5 separate regions of the Mus musculus genome follow, and regions 2, 3, 4 and 5 are each linked to region 1. A link is a contact called in public Hi-C and promoter capture Hi-C data. All regions are on one chromosome and are shown on one strand. The core of a region is the stretch at or near the end of the contact, and the rest is flanking DNA. Distances in the headings are between cores, read along the strand shown.

What was found. Promoter capture Hi-C pulls out the DNA fragments that hold promoters and counts their contacts. A called contact is a pair of places that touch in the nucleus more often than the background predicts.
Region 2: a promoter capture Hi-C map of hippocampal neurons shows a contact between it and region 1, with 5 times the contacts expected there. The contact joins the promoter of Ephx2 here to the promoter of Scara5 in region 1.
Region 3: a contact with region 1 is called in a promoter capture Hi-C map of embryonic stem cells, with 2.4 times the contacts expected there. The contact joins the promoter of Gulo here to the promoter of Scara5 in region 1. A contact is called at or near these places in 4 of 39 promoter capture datasets (the 3T3-L1 cell line, HPC-7-derived erythroid cells, embryonic stem cells and 1 more) and 2 of 9 other capture datasets (macrophages and pancreatic islet).
Region 4: a Hi-C map of embryonic stem cells shows a contact between it and region 1, with 4 times the contacts expected there. The contact joins the enhancer-like site here to the promoter of Scara5 in region 1. A contact is called at or near these places in 4 of 39 promoter capture datasets (embryonic stem cells, liver, pre-B cells and 1 more) and 6 of 484 Hi-C or Micro-C datasets (B cells, the HL-1 cell line, the P5424 cell line and 2 more).
Region 5: a contact with region 1 is called in a promoter capture Hi-C map of frontonasal cranial neural crest, with 4 times the contacts expected there. The contact joins the enhancer-like site here to the promoter of Scara5 in region 1. A contact is called at or near these places in 12 of 39 promoter capture datasets (3T3-L1-derived adipocytes, the SN4741 cell line, cranial neural crest and 8 more), 3 of 484 Hi-C or Micro-C datasets (embryonic stem cells and liver) and 2 of 9 other capture datasets (embryonic stem cells and pancreatic islet).

Annotation. Positions count from the first base shown.
Region 1 is chr14:65,664,961-65,667,887 of GRCm38.p6, reverse strand. Scara5 (scavenger receptor class A, member 5) reads right to left here and starts at 1,485. Exons shown (of 9, transcript NM_028903.2): 1 at 1,142-1,485.
Region 2 is chr14:66,123,119-66,126,045 of GRCm38.p6, reverse strand. It overlaps Ephx2 (epoxide hydrolase 2, cytoplasmic), which reads left to right and starts at 1,524. Exons shown (of 19, transcript NM_007940.4): 1 at 1,524-1,711. The coding sequence starts at 1,611.
Region 3 is chr14:66,007,665-66,010,591 of GRCm38.p6, reverse strand. Gulo (gulonolactone (L-) oxidase) reads left to right here and starts at 1,382. Exons shown (of 12, transcript NM_178747.3): 1 at 1,382-1,547; 2 at 2,452-2,553. The coding sequence starts at 1,545.
Region 4 is chr14:65,325,249-65,328,175 of GRCm38.p6, reverse strand. No RefSeq gene overlaps it. Among named protein-coding and RNA genes, the nearest start is that of Gm41178, 28 kb to the right of the region's middle. Within about 2 kb of position 1,410, at least 38 of the 459 cell types and tissues checked have an H3K27ac peak or open chromatin away from gene starts, as enhancers often do. A contact at or near this core is called in embryonic stem cells, where this site is marked.
Region 5 is chr14:65,941,706-65,944,632 of GRCm38.p6, reverse strand. The region is part of intron 1 of Scara3 (scavenger receptor class A, member 3); the gene reads left to right. Among named protein-coding and RNA genes, the nearest start is that of Scara3, 11 kb to the left of the region's middle. Within about 2 kb of position 1,517, at least 44 of the 459 cell types and tissues checked have an H3K27ac peak or open chromatin away from gene starts, as enhancers often do.

The DNA of each region.
Region 1 (2,927 bases), core at 236-2,735:
ATCTGACAGCTGCCCTGGGACACCCTCGAACCCTCTGCACAGGTGCCGGAGGGAGGGAGCTCACGGCACAAGGGCTCCTTTTATTATCTCTCAGTTTGGGAAGGTGTTCTACTTTGCTGACCTGTGATGTGAAGTCCACTCTGCGGAACACCTCCCTGGGAAGGGGGAAGCGAAGAGGACACAGTGAGCATCATGTGAGCTGATACAGGAGCGAGGACCTTTCAAAGCCATGCAAGACAGGGGACAGTCAAAGACTGTAAAATTCTTTCTTCCTCAGCAGATGGGGATCTCAGAGTCCTGAGGACTCCCCATTGCTCAAAAAGTCCCAGAAATGAAGTTGTGTGGGGGTTCCCTTCACAAAAAAGCAACCTCAAAAGTGGCTTAAGACTGAGGTTTGAACCCTGGTTCTGGAAGTTTCTCTGGGAGCACCAAAAGGGCTAAACTCCTGCTGAGGCAGGGAGCTAGATCAGGGGCCTCACTTGCGACTCTGAATCTTTTTCCGTGGACTCTGGTCTCTCACTTGGCAGGGCTTACAGCTTCTCTTTGGACTGCCTGGGTTCTAAAACTCATTTAAACCAAATAAAGTCACTGCAAATTTGGCCCCCAAGAAAAAGTTACTAGATAGGTCTTAAACCTGTTATTTTTCTAACTGGATTCATCAGTTCACCGGGTCCCAACTCACAGTTAGAGAGGCCCAGATGCTTCACTAATAACCTCCTGCTTCATTTGTCCCACCCTGGTGTGTTTACACACATACACATGCCCACGCACAATGCATGCACATGCACCCATGCATGCACCCACACATGCGCCCATGCGCACTGCATACTGTGCACATGCATTTACTCCCTGAATAGGCTCTGGAGCTGTGACATAAGACAGCCAGAGATGCCACTGAAGCCATAGCATCCCTCTGGCATCTGGATGCGGGCTCACACACTACAGCTCTAGTAACTGAGTCCTGGGGCCCCTGTGTGTCTACAGGCTCAGATCCCTCGTACCCTCCCACCTGGAGGCCTGCAACTCCAGGTCCTCTGTCAGCAGGACTTCCCAACTCTCAGCTTCACCAGCACACCGCTTCCTCCATCTGCCCTTGGGACACCATTACCCCAAGCTTCTAGGTCAAAATGTCAAAACTCACCTGTATGCCCCGTGCTGAGGCTGGGCCCTGTCCCTTCAGTTCCCAGCGATTGCCATGGTAGCCAGAGAGCTGACTGCTGCCCCACGAAGACCCAGAAAGTCCCTTGAAGCTTGTACCCACAGCCAGCCAAATCCAGATGGAGTCATATAGAAAGAGTCTTCAGGGTCACCTAGTGATTTAGGCCAGGGCCACAGAGTCACTTCTATGGGAGGATCCGTTCAACAAAGTGGCTGAATAACAGGTCTGCACGTGGGACTCCTTGTCTTGGTGCAGCGTCGGTCAGCCTCAGAAAGCGATCCGGAGATATTCTGTGGAGTCACCCACAGCTCTGCTAGGTACTGACTGGGTGGGAGGTGCTCCAACCTCCAGTCTTTATTTAAAAAAAAAAAAAAGTTCTAAAAGCAACTTCTAGAGGGAGTTTGGACTACGCCTGCCCCCTTGTGGCCATCCTCAGACTTACAACTCTCTGCACAGCATTCCAGCCCTTGGCTTTGGGACTCAGTGATTGTGTTAAAGGCCTTGCTCAAAATACTTTTTGGACAGCTTCTGAGAAAATGGCGGCTAGACCTGGTTTGTGACACACCCAAGGAAGCAAGTCTTGTAAAATTTATTGTAGCACGGAACTGGCGTTTCTCAATTCATTCAGCAAATTTGGCATTTCCTGAAGTTACATCCACTCCCAAAGGACTTGGACAATTCACACACTGGTGCTATTTAGAATAAAGTCTGGGGTGGGGGTGGTGGGCTCTGAAAGAACTTCCGAAGTCAAGATCAACACAATTCAGTAACAATGCCAGTGTCTGTGGAGCACAAAGACTGCATGAGGCACGAGAGAACGGGCCTGGGAGAAGCCCTCTGGTTGGAAGTCTGACTGGACCTCAAAGGACTGGAAACCTCAACACAAACAATTACCTTGTTTTTTTTTTTTTTAAAAAGGAGATACACTAGGGTGGGCGATAGTGGAATCCACAGGACCCTGACCTCTCAAGCAGGACCCGAGCTCGATCCCCAGCCCCCACATAAAAAAAGATGGCGTGGTGGCACACACTGTGACTCCAGTGCTGGGGAGCTGTGGACAGGACGATTGCTGGGCTCACTGGCTGGAAAGCTAGCTTGTTTGGTGAGTTCCAGACCAGCAAGGGAACTCTGTATTAAAAACCCTCAATATAGAACGACATCAGAATTTGACTTCAGTCCCCTCCCCCCATACACTTGTACACATGTACACACATACAGATACACACAATAAAATTAAACACAAATTGGAAGGATTAAAAAGAGATTCAAGCAGGTGTTAAAGAAGCAATGAATTCAGATGAGAACAGTGGGAAGAGAAAGACTATCAGAGAGACATACCCTCCCTCCCTCCCTCCCCCAAGAACCCAGTGTGAGCCACAACTAGATAGATCAGATGATGGGTCTGGACCGAAGTGTGCAGAAGCTAGCATTCATAAATAAGTTCCTGTTTGTTGGCTAAACACAAGAACAGGGTTTCAAGGTCAGATTTCTAACAGGAGAGTCTGCCAAACTCAACTCTGCCCACCCCACAGTACAGCTGCCAACCCTCAGCTGACTACTTAGAAGAGCTTTAGTCATCTTCAGGGACCACCCTCCTAACTGTGCCCAGAGGCAGCTTCTGCAGGACACTGCTTTACAGGAAGAAAAAAGCAGTCTTGTATAAGGAGGAGTAAGAGGAAGAGAAGGAGGAAGAGAAGAAAGGGGCACTTTATGATATTATTTACTATACATGCAGATAATGCATGCACTACTTCAAATATTTTTCGAA
Region 2 (2,927 bases), core at 275-2,774, 460 kb before region 1:
AGGCTCTTGGAAGGAGCCGTTGTTGAAGGTGAGACCAAAGCAGAGTTCAGCCTTAGTCTGGAGCCTTGGAGGACCATTTCATGGCCAAGCAAAGTTGTTGGATGTGCAAATCTGGAACTCAAAGGAAAGTCTGTCAAATCAGAGACTTATTTAAGAGTTTGTATACAAGCTTATATATGCAGCTGAGGTTAACACTGAGTGCTTGAGCCTTCTACCTCTGCATCTGGAATGCTGGAATTACAGGCAGACGGGACCATACCCAGCTCACGTTCTCTCTCGTTCTGTCTTCAGGCCCAGGACCATCTCCTTCCTTCCTTCCTTCCTTCCTTCCTTCCTTCCTTCCTTCCTTCCTCCCTCCCTCCCTCCCTCCCTCCCTCCCTCCCTCCCTCCCTCCCTCCCTCTCTCTCTCTCTCTCTTTCTTTCTTTCTTTCTTTCTTTTTTTTTTCTTCAGTTTTTCAAGACAGGGTTTCTCTATATGGCCCTGGCTGTCCTGGAACTCACTTTGTGGCCTCGAACTCAGAAATCTGCCTGCCTCTGCCTCCCAAGTGCACCACCATGCCCAGCTATCTCGTTTATTTCTTAAACACTCCATCCACTACAGGCACTCTCAAAAGACCCTTTCTGTTCTCAGGGCAACACCCCCACATTTTCAGCCACTTTCCATTTCTTAGGTGTGAATCTCAGAAAACACAAACTGCCCCAGACAAGACTTGAGGCAAGAAGAGGAAGTGTCTGAAAGACTCACAAAAATTAACCCACAGTAGGGCCATTTCCCACCACCTAACACGCAGCAACCAGAGCAAAGGAAGAAGCCAATTCCCGGTTTCAGTAAGGGAGGCAGTCTTTCACAACAGCCTTGGACTAAACGGTGGATTTGTTAATTAACTCATTAGTAGAGGAGGTTTCTCTTTTTTCTCTTAACTAGGGAGAGCACTGGGCCAAGGGGCAGGAAGGTTCCAGAAACCTCCAAGAAGCCCAGCTCACTTTTAAACAATACAGTGTAGAAAAAGGAAACAGACTCGATTAATTTCTTTTAATCCTCAAGAGAAAAAGTATTCTGGGTTAGCACACCAAGACAGGAGGCTGTCTTGCATTCCAGAAACACTGCTAGAAGAAGCAGGCAGATGTGAGGGGGTTGCAAAGATGTGGACCACATTTAGAGAAGAGGGTCCACAGATCCCAACATACATGGGATATGCCAATCAAGACCAAATACTGAAGGAGAAAATGTTTAGAATATTCCGTCTCCTCCAACCTGCCTCCTCAAGACCCCTCTCTCCCCATACCAAGCCTGTTTCCAAACGGTCAAAGTCTGAGAATTGGGGAGCCTTGGCAGGGTTTCTAGTCCTTAGGCTAAGGAGGAAAAAGTGGCCAAGACCAGGATTGACACTTGGGTGGGACATCCAGCAAGAAGCTCCGGGCTAGGCAGCTGATCAGTAGGCAGGGCAGTGTCAGTACTGGGCGGGGCGGGGCGGGGCGGGGCGGGGCGAGGGGCGGTGCTGAGATTGGCACGACCCTAATCTTAGGTTCCCACAGCCAGCCTCCCCACTCTAGGCCACAGCCTTCCAGCTTCGTGTCTGTGTCAGCTTGACGCTGCAGCCCGGGCCGCCATGGCGCTGCGTGTAGCCGCGTTCGACCTTGACGGAGTGCTGGCCCTCCCCTCTATCGCCGGGGCTTTCCGCCGCAGCGAAGAGGCCCTGGCACTGCCTAGGTAAGGGGAGCCGCGCTGGGTCAGTGTCCCGCCTGGTGCCCTGTCCATACGTCCAGCCCAGGTTTCAAATTGCTTTCCAGGTGAGCCTGGGCAAGATCAAAATCATTACCTGGTGTTAAAATGCCAGCGTGCACGAGTAGATCTATTGCCCTTCTAAATGCTAAGTAATTAAAACTTGCTTTAAAAAAAAACTCCTTCATGAAAAGAGGCGTTATTACCATTTGCTGCCGGATTAATGCTACTGAACTGGGTCTTTAAAATACCCGCCGCGATTTACAAGAAAGTTCAGTCCTAGGCCAGCGTTATAGGAGAACTAGTGCAAGAGCAGGTTACAGAAATGTCCCACAGCCCAGGGAAACGGGAACCTGGGAGGCAGTCACTAATATCAGAAAGTAGTAGCTCTGATTCAGACCGAGGAGGGAGGAAGCAGGAAACAGTAGAAAATGTCTGGAATAAATATATCAAAATATCCAGACATGGGACTGGAGAGACGACTAAAGTTAAGAAAGTGCTCTTTCGAGCCACCATGTGGTTTCTGGGATTTGAACTCAGGACCTTTGGAAGAGCAGGGCAATAGTGGCACACGCCTTTAATCCCAGCACTTGGGAGGCAGAGGCAGGCGAATTTCTAAGTTTGAGGCCAGCTTGGTCTACAGAGTGAGTTCCAGGACAGCCAGGGCTACACAGAGAAACCCTGTCTCGAAAAAAAAAAAAAAAGCAAAACACAAAAACAAACAAGAAAGAAAGAAAGAGAAAGAAAGAAAGAAAGAAAGAAAGAAAGAAAGAAAGAAAGAAAGAAAGAAAGAAAGGTGTTCTTGCTGAACTTTTGAGGCCCAGCAACCAAGTCAGGCGGCTCCGGCGGATCTGACTCCCCCTTCTGACGTCTTATGATACCTGTATGCACAGATGCACACACAAACACATAATTTAAGGCCATTGTTTAAGACAGGGTTTCTCTGTGTAGCCCTAGCTGTCCTGGGACTAGCTTTATAGAGCAGTCTAGCCTCGAACTCAAAAGAGCCGCTTGTCTTTGCCTTCTAAGTGCTGAGACTAAAGGCACCCCCACCACCCAGCTACATGTAATTTAAGAAGTAATAACAATAATTTTTTAAAGATCCAGACATCATTCATTGTATCTGAGTTCATGTATAATTTTTTTCTACTTTTTTCTCTTTTTATTTTCCAAACTTTCAGTTTAAAAAAGATGTTTTATAATC
Region 3 (2,927 bases), core at 133-2,632, 340 kb before region 1:
AAGCACCGCAGAATTACTGAGGGGAAGTGTTCAGATAACAATTAACTCAGCTCCGTGAAGGCCACAAAGCTTAAAACAGGTTTACATTGAAGCTCTTGGCTAAGTACCTATGGCTTCATCTGTAAGATGGTTTCTTGCTGAAACAATGTTCGAGATAATGGTCTAGGGATCTTGACTAAGGTAAACATAGCATCTGTGGGAGCTAAGGTTGGCCTGGCCCTAAGATCACACAGAAGTCACTTACACTGTTGTGAATGAAACGCAAGAGACATCAATCATAACATTTAGGAGGAAAGGGTCTGGAATAAGTAAAAGCAGTAAGCCTGGAAGATATGACAGAGTCTGCCTCATCAGACAGCAAAGAATCACCAGACTGTAAAACTACATCACTCCAGCCATTCCAGGAAGAGCAGCCATGCACCTCATACCATGGACCAGATTCACTGCCAGAAACTTTCCTGATTTCTCCACCCTGCTTATCTGTGTGCACAAGGCCTTTTTGTTTTCTACACCAGAGCTTATTTAGTTCTCATGGGTCCTTGGACTCCAGGGCACAGCCTCACCTTCACAGATAACCACCCTCTTTTGGAAGGTGGTCCCTACTCTGAGGTTTTGTTATTCTTAGAATCCATGGTAGCCAGGCGTGGTGGAACCTGCCTTAAATCCCAGCACTTGGGAGGCAGAGGCAGGCAGATCTGTGAGTTCAAGGCCAGCCTGGGCTAAGGTGTGAGTTCCAGGATAACAGGGCTACACAGAGCAACCCTGTCTGGAAAAAAACAAGCAAGCAAACAAACAAACATATCCAAAGTGACTCTATGGGAAATGACTTATTTCCATGCCTTCAGGGGAGGAGACACAAAATGAAGATAGCGGTGTCAGGCTCCCACCCTGCTTTTAGGTACCTTGTAGACCCAAGTGAAGAGTCTGGGTTTTTTGTTTTTGTTTTTGTTTTTTTTTTTTTTTTAACCAAAACAGCCTCCACCTGACTGCTTCAGTAGAATACCGGGTACTGATTCTGAATGGCACTAGACTATACTCAGCTGTCCCTTCCCACAATCACCAAACATAGTGGGGGGTGGGGGGCAGTGTTTGGATGGCTCAGTACAAGAGCTGCATGGGTACCTGGCTTTAAAGCGGCCAAAGTCAGACGCGTAGGCAGCTAGCCTAGGTCTGAGCCTGACAGTGGTGTTTGGCTCTGGACTCCCAAGGTTGGGCTCAGAGCTCCAGCAGTGGGTTTCAGGGGCACAGATGCTGCTGTTTAACCTACACCTCCCGAGCTTCCTTGGAGCTCGCAGACAGAGGGCAGGGGGCGGGACCCAGCTGCTGTTTACAGATTGCCTGGGTCTTGCAGGGGGAGGAGCCTGTTCAACACCGGTTTCCTGCCTTTCTTGGTACCTGTGGCTAAACTTCCAGTCCCGTTCTGCCTGAGGTAACCCAGAGCCGAGGTTGCCTGACCACTGCATCTGCTGCTGCCCAGGGCTTTGTTCAACTTCCTGTGGGAACGCTTCAAGTCAAGTCGTCTGACCCTGTTGATCGCTGGAATCATGGTAGGAATGATAGGGGGTCTGTGAGACCGCCAGTAGATACAGCCGGCTGTGTCCAGGCTGCATCTGTGAGCCAAGTGAGGGAAGGTAAAGTCAGACCAAGGCTGGGGCCATCAGAGGGGCCACTGGGGATCCCCCAAGTGAACTTGGGGAACGGTTGGGGTGTTAGAAGAGATATGAAAGTGGAAGGCTTGGGCTGACCTCTTAATGCCTTCACTGGGCTTCTGTGTGAACTTAGGGAAGACCCTGACTGCTCTGAGCCTTAATTTTGACAGCTAAAAGAAGACTAATGTCCTGTTTCGTGACATTATTGTAAGATCTAATAAGCCAGGACACACAGAAGACCCACCGTATCTGGCTGGCTATACAGTGGTGTGCAGAAAACATGATTCTGATTCCCAGGCTAGAGGCTAAGATGCTACCACCATGGAACACCTAAGGGATACCCCTTCCCTGCCAGGGAAGTCAGACCCCAGCCCTTGCCTCCAGCGCCTTCTCCTCCAGCCCTTTCTCAGACCGCCCTACTTATCTGCTGGGCCATCCATAATGCGCACCTGGAGCAGGAATTGACCCGAGTCCTGGCTTATCAGGATTTGTCCTTGTCTTTGATCCCATCTATCGCTTTGGCCTTCAGAATGGGCAGAATTCCCACCATTCTGACCTGGAGTGATCAAAGATAGCATTAGGATGCTGGGTGTGGGCTGCCAGCTTCTGAGCAGCCGGTGCTGTTTGATCTTCCTAGTGGCCCTTGACCTAAGAACCATAGTAGCCAAAGGGAGCTGGGGCTCTCTGTGCTGTGGCCATGTCCTCTCCTCTTTGTGTCTACGGGGTTTGGGGTTGGTGATGTGACATACAGAGAGGACAGTGACTGCTTGCCTACTGAGACCTGGCTTTCTTCCTGGTATAGGTCCATGGGTACAAAGGGGTCCAGTTCCAAAACTGGGCGAAGACCTATGGCTGCAGTCCAGAGATGTACTACCAGCCCACATCAGTGGGGGAGGTCAGAGAGGTAGGTGCCCATGAACACCACATGGGCTGCCCGGCCTGCAGCCACAACCCTCGCTCTGGAAGACGCTGGATGTGAGGCTTCCTGCTGGCCTGGTTGGGTAAAGGCAAGGCTCTTCTTCCTGCTTTCCCCAGCTCCAGGTCTGCTCCGCAGCCTGTTGTAATGTTCTATGCCCACTTCAAGCCTATACAGCAGTATACCAGGGGCAGCCATGTCTACACTCACCTCTCCAACCTGACCTCTGTAATAAACTCCATGCACACATACACACGTGTGCATATATTTGTGCGTGCTTGGGCACAGGCAGATGTGCTAGCATACATGCCTGTAGACCTATGCACGTGCACACCCATGTACACACCTAGGTGCATATGCAT
Region 4 (2,927 bases), core at 161-2,660, 340 kb after region 1:
CTAGACTTAGAAAAGAGGGGAAGTAGCGCCCTCTAGCGTCCATTCTCTGCTGGAGCCCGGGACTAACGAAGCCAGCTGAGAAATGCGAATTTCTTAACATTCTGATGACAGCATTACTGTCAAACACCAGTCATGTGCCTGCTTAATAAAAGAAATATGGAAACATGTGGAGAATCTGGGATCCTGTGAAGAATTCCATCCTAGAGGGTGGGTAGTTGAGATTTATGACTACAACTGAAGATGGACAGAGAGAAATGGGAGGAAGACCACAAACAGAAGAATCAAAACTGGAAAGGACAGACATCAAAATTCACGTGGGAATGGAAACGTGTGTGGTTTAAACATTTGAGACGACACTGGGCTTTATCTGAAGGCTCCAGTTTCATCTTTTTTTTTTTTTTTTATGTCTCTTTAAGAGATTCTGGGCATAGCGTGGTGGCGCACACCTTTAATCCCAACACTTGGGAGGCAGAGACAGGCGAATTTCTGAGTTCGAGGCCAGCCTGGTCTACAAAGTGAGTTCCAGGACAGCCAGTGCTATACAGAGAAACCCTGTCTCGAAAAACAAAAAAAAAACAAAAACAAAAACAAAACAAACCAAAAAAAACCAAAAAACACAAAACCCAACAACAACAAAAGAATTAGAAAAGAGAAAAAAGAAAAAAAGAAAAAATTTAAAATATAAAAAAGAAAAGGAAGAAATTATCTGATAATCCGAAATTTATTTATTTATTTGTTTGTTTTGAGACGGTCTCACTAAGTAACTCTGACTGTCCTAGAATTCACTATGTAGGCCAGGCTGGTAGAGATCTCATGCTGGGACTAAAGGTGTATGCCACTATGCCCAGCTAATTCCAGTTCTTGACAGCAGTCTTCAGCCGCTCTCTGAAAGCCCATGGGAACACCAGATCTAATCCTTCCCACTCCCTGCCACCTTCTCTGCCCTCTAGGCTGTGGGGAGAAATGGGAGGATTTCCAGGCCAAATACTGAATGAGGAGGCCGTGTCCACTCAGGAAGAGTGGCTATGGAGCAACTGTGAGGTGGGAAGAGGTGTTCTTTGGAGTCAAACTCTCAGTCATGACCCAGGCCTGCTGTTAGACAGTCATTGCTTGGGCTTGCTACTCCATCCTAAATTCCGCAACGGTAAGATAAAGGTGCCAGGTCCTCCCTCTGCCCCTCCTTCCTTTCTCCCCCCCCCCCCCCCACTAAGGGTCTTGTGGAAACCAAACCAGAGTAGGCAAGGGCTTCTGAAACCTACAGTTTAACACAGCCTCTCTCTCTCTCTCCTCCTCCTCACCCTCCAGAGGAGCCTCCTGACTACCCCGCAGTTCTCACCCCCTCCCCTTGTCCCTGGGACGTCCAATACACTTGCACACCCAGCAAGATCACCGTCAAACCAACAGCAGCTGCAGGGGAAGGAACGGTTTGTTTGCATTCCAGGGCAGGGTGGTGTGGGAAGGCCTTTCTGAACCACCCTCATTACTTCCCCATTGTTTTCCAAGTGCTGATGCCAGGCACCCGAGAGTCTCTCTCGCCAACCTTCTCTGTATCTCCAAGTCCTGCTGTCGCTTTGAGTCTATATCCTTCTAGCTCCCCGGTCTCGCTCCACCTCTCTGGAGACTCTGTGATGGGCGGTTCTTTGCACATCCCCTCTTTCCAGTTACCCAGGCACCAGAGCCCTCTAAATGCAAGTCTCCTCAGATCGCTTTCCTATCTCACAGTCCCGGATCAACTGTTCAGTACCTAGGGCGAAGCCTTGACTTCCTGGCAGGGCTCAGATTCCTGTTCGGGCTCTTGACTGACTTTCCGGCTCTCTCCCCAACCTCATGGCAGCTCAGACGGGTTTCTATAGAAACCATCAGCTCTCGTGGGCCATCCAAGTCTCCAGAACAACTCATGGCGACTGAGGGGCTTCCTGGAGATGCTCCTTGTTTTCAGCCTTCTCTTCTTTCCTCTTTCCTCTTTCCCTTCCTCTCTTCTTCCTCATCTTCCCCTCCCCCCTTTCCTCCATCTCCTCCTTATGCTCGCTCCGTCTTTCTATCACCCTCCATCCCTCTCCTTCCTCCCCCTTTTCTTTTCTTTTCTTTTCTTTCCTTTCCTTTCCTTTCCTTTCCCTTTCTTTCCCTTTCTTTTCTTTTCTTTTCTTTTCTTTTCTTTTCTTTTCTTTTCTTTTCTCTTCTCTTCTCTTTTCTTTCTTTCTTTCTTTTTTTTTTTTTTTGGTTTTTTGAGACAGGGTTTCTCTGTGTAGCCCTGGCTGTCCTGGAACTCATTCTGTAGACCAGGCTGGCCTCGAACTCAGAAATCTGCCTGCCTCTGCCTCCCAAGTGCTGGGACTAAAGGCGTGTGCCACCACGCCCAGCTCCCCCTTTTCTTCTTACCCTTCTCCTCCCCTCGGCTTTGGCCTTGCTGAGGATTATATCCAGGGCCTTGCACTTGCTTGCACGGAGCTAGCGACCCAAGCCCCTGAAGCCAAGTCAGTCCTGGGCACACCAGGATAACTGACTCTCTGGCTTCTCCCCGGGTCTCTGGCTATTTCACTGGGTCGTTTCTCTCTCTCTCCCCCTTGTACATCCCACACCACCTTCATGGACTCATCCTAGGCTTTCTGCTGGAACAGCCATCCCCATCTGTAGCTCCTCCCAGACTGCTTCGTCAGTCCTCTCTTTCAGCTCTGCTCGAGGTACCCTGTTCAAGCCCATGTGTTGCAACAGCTGCCCTCTCCTCTCCTCAGCTTCTCAGGTTCCTTAAAAGCAAGAAAAGGTTTATTTCTCACAACCAACCAGTTAGGTCCTCTGTATCTGCAGGTTCTGTGTTCTTGGGCTCTAACACACACACACACAGACACACACAGACACACACAGACACACACAGACACACACAGACACACACAGACACACACACACACACACACAGAGCTAGGAAAAGT
Region 5 (2,927 bases), core at 268-2,767, 280 kb before region 1:
CTAGTCCCTCCTAGAAGCTTAGCCTTAGCCTACTCCAGACACCTTCGTCCAATCAGAACAAGGCTCTCCTTGCTGTTCCAGATGCCCAACGACTTTTACATTTTTACAGCAAGGTCACCCTAACTTTGGGCAAACCCAAAGTCCTAAATGTCACATATATTCATGTCCCCACCCCTGCCACTTCGCCCAAACAAGAATCCTTCCTGTTTAAAGAAAAGAATGTCTTATGCCATGTGTGGCTAGCTCTGTGGAAGGGAAGGAAGACTCACCTGAACTCTGCTGCCTCCCTCGGCCCTCCTCCCCACCTTCCATTTCCTGATAGTTCAAGCCTCAAACCCCCACTCCCACCCCCAATGTGTCTCTGTTGCCTTAAGCTCTTGCAAACCCCGTGTGTCAACACTCCCTTGGCCATAGACAATACCAAGAATAAAACAGATTGAAACCATATTTTAAATGATTGTTCTTCATTTGTTTTTCAATGAAAATGAGCTCGTGGCTAAAACATCAGAAAACATTCAGGCCTTCACCAAAAGTCCACAAGCTACCTTTACTGGCATTCACTGTAGCATCAGCCCTGGACTGACAGGAGCCCAGGGGAAGGTGGACTGACCTAAAGGAAGTGACACCTTGCTGGGAGTTCTGATGGGTAAACAGATGGCAGGCCTGGGTGGAAGGGTCCTATCCCCGCTCTCCTGGCAACTCTGTAGATGGTGCATGTGTTCTGGGTTCTGACTCCAGACTCCTGGACACTAAGAAGCAATTACTACTACCCTTGGGTCTTTGTAATGGGATAGTAGTGACTCTGACTTGTAAGCCTCGTTCTGAGAGCTATATCCCCAACACTGAGTCACCATGCCCCATGAGGCTAGGACAATGGGGAGATGAAGGAGAACTCTTCTCCCTTGCCCCAGGGGAGCCTGTCTGCCTCAGCACCAGGGCTGTGTCCTGGTCCCCATCTAATTCCCATCCATCTCCTCACAGGGCTTAACACTTCCTCCCAGCTTTGCTCACTCTGTTCATATGTTCATCTGGTCTCCAACCAGAACCAAGCTCAATGAGACATAAACACATCGACTTTGTACTTAACAAAAGGCTTGGCTTGAGGGAGCCCCACAAATGCTTTGGATTATGTTCTCATTAAAGTGAGAGAGTCTAACGTGGCAAGCTGCCGAGGCGTTCCAGATACAGGCCAATCAGAGTCCCCCAGGGCAGGACTCTACACCGGACAGCAGGAAGTCAGGGGATTAGGAAAATGAGAAACCCTCTTTGGGGACGGGAGAGGACTATGAGGTACAGAACTGAGATGTCATCAAGGGGAAGAGGGCCAACACTCAGGAACCACTGGTCTAAAGAGGACTGGGCTCTGGGCAGGCAGTTGTCCTTCCCCTCCGTGGGCCAGGTCTTGCAGCTCTGGAAAGTGCTGGTCCTTATTGACTCCCTTTGTTAATGACAAGCAATTTAAGGGGCTCTTACCAGGGGAGCAAGGGTGTGGCAAAGCAGCTATGGGAGGGGTGTTTGCTGAAGGCTGGTGTCAGCCAGGCTTCATTTAAATCATTCCAGATTCCTTGCAAAGGCTATAAACAGTGGAGTGATGAAATTGCCTTTGGAGCCAAAACAGGGAGGAGGCCCTGTCCCAAGGGAGGGCCGAGAAGCGCCACTAAAGAGTGGGGAGAAATGAAGAGCATGGATAAGAAGGAAGGGATATCTCTCTGAGGGGCTCAACTGAAGCCCGAGGATCTGAGCAGCCCCATCATGCAGTGTTCTGCAGAGCTCCTAGGGATGGCCATTCCTAGCTAGCTGCCGAGGTTTCTGTTTAGACAAGCACAGAACGGTCCAAAGAATCCTAGTTCACCTAGCCTGAAGCTTTGGGGAAAGAGATCATCACTCTGTAAAGTGCCCGGGCAAAGCAATCCTTGTAAACAGCTGGCAGATTGATGGAAGGATTGCAGACTGAGTTGAAAAGCAGGGTTGGAAAGGCTGATAATTGATAAGCACGTAAAAAGATGTGCTGCCCCTCACACACCACACAGCTGGTGTTTCCCTTTACCACAGACAGACAGACAGACAGACAGACAGACACACACACACACACACACACACACCATTTCCCCATCCATCTGTCAAATCCCGAGACCAATTTCTCTAATTTCTTACACCATATCCTTCTCAGGCTACTTTTATGGATCCATCAGGACAATGGAGGTAACGAGTGCTTTTAAGCCCCAATATTTTCTCATCTTCAGCCTCTCTCAACTCAGACTTCCCCTGGAGGTCAGACTGTGAGTCCTAAAATCCTCAGATTTGTGTTCAGGTGTAGCTGGAGAACCACTTACCAGAAAGCATAATGAAAACTCATGGAAAGGTTTCAAAGCATTCTTCCCTGAGCCAGCCACTGTGCCAGACATGGCGTCTGACCCTAGAACTTAAGCTCTGGGCATGAGAGCTGGCTGCTGAGTTCCACAGAGGTGAATCCATGACCCTGGAGCACACACACTAAGGACCATGCTCCAGTGTCAGTGGACCCGTGGCAGACCTGGGAGCTAAGCAGGGAAGCTTTATGGCAGCCATGAGGACCTTCCTCAGCTCCTTCCCCATGAGCCCACTCAAGGTTGCCACTGCTTCTCAAGTGTTCTTGACCACTGTCTTTTGTTTTTTGGGGTTTGTTTTGTTTTGTTTTGTTTTTCCTGTTGCTGTGACAAATACTGACAAAAGCAACTTCAGAGAGAAAGTCTTTCTTTTGGCTCACCGTTAGTTAGAGGTACAACCCTTTGTGGTGAGGAAGTCCAGCCAGTGTGAGCTCAAATCAGCTGGCCACACCCATCAGCAGTTGGGAAGCAGACAGTCATGAATGCTTGCTGCTGCTCAGCTCTCTTTCTCCACATTCCAGAATCCCAGCCTAGGGAATGATGCCACCCACCACAGATGGC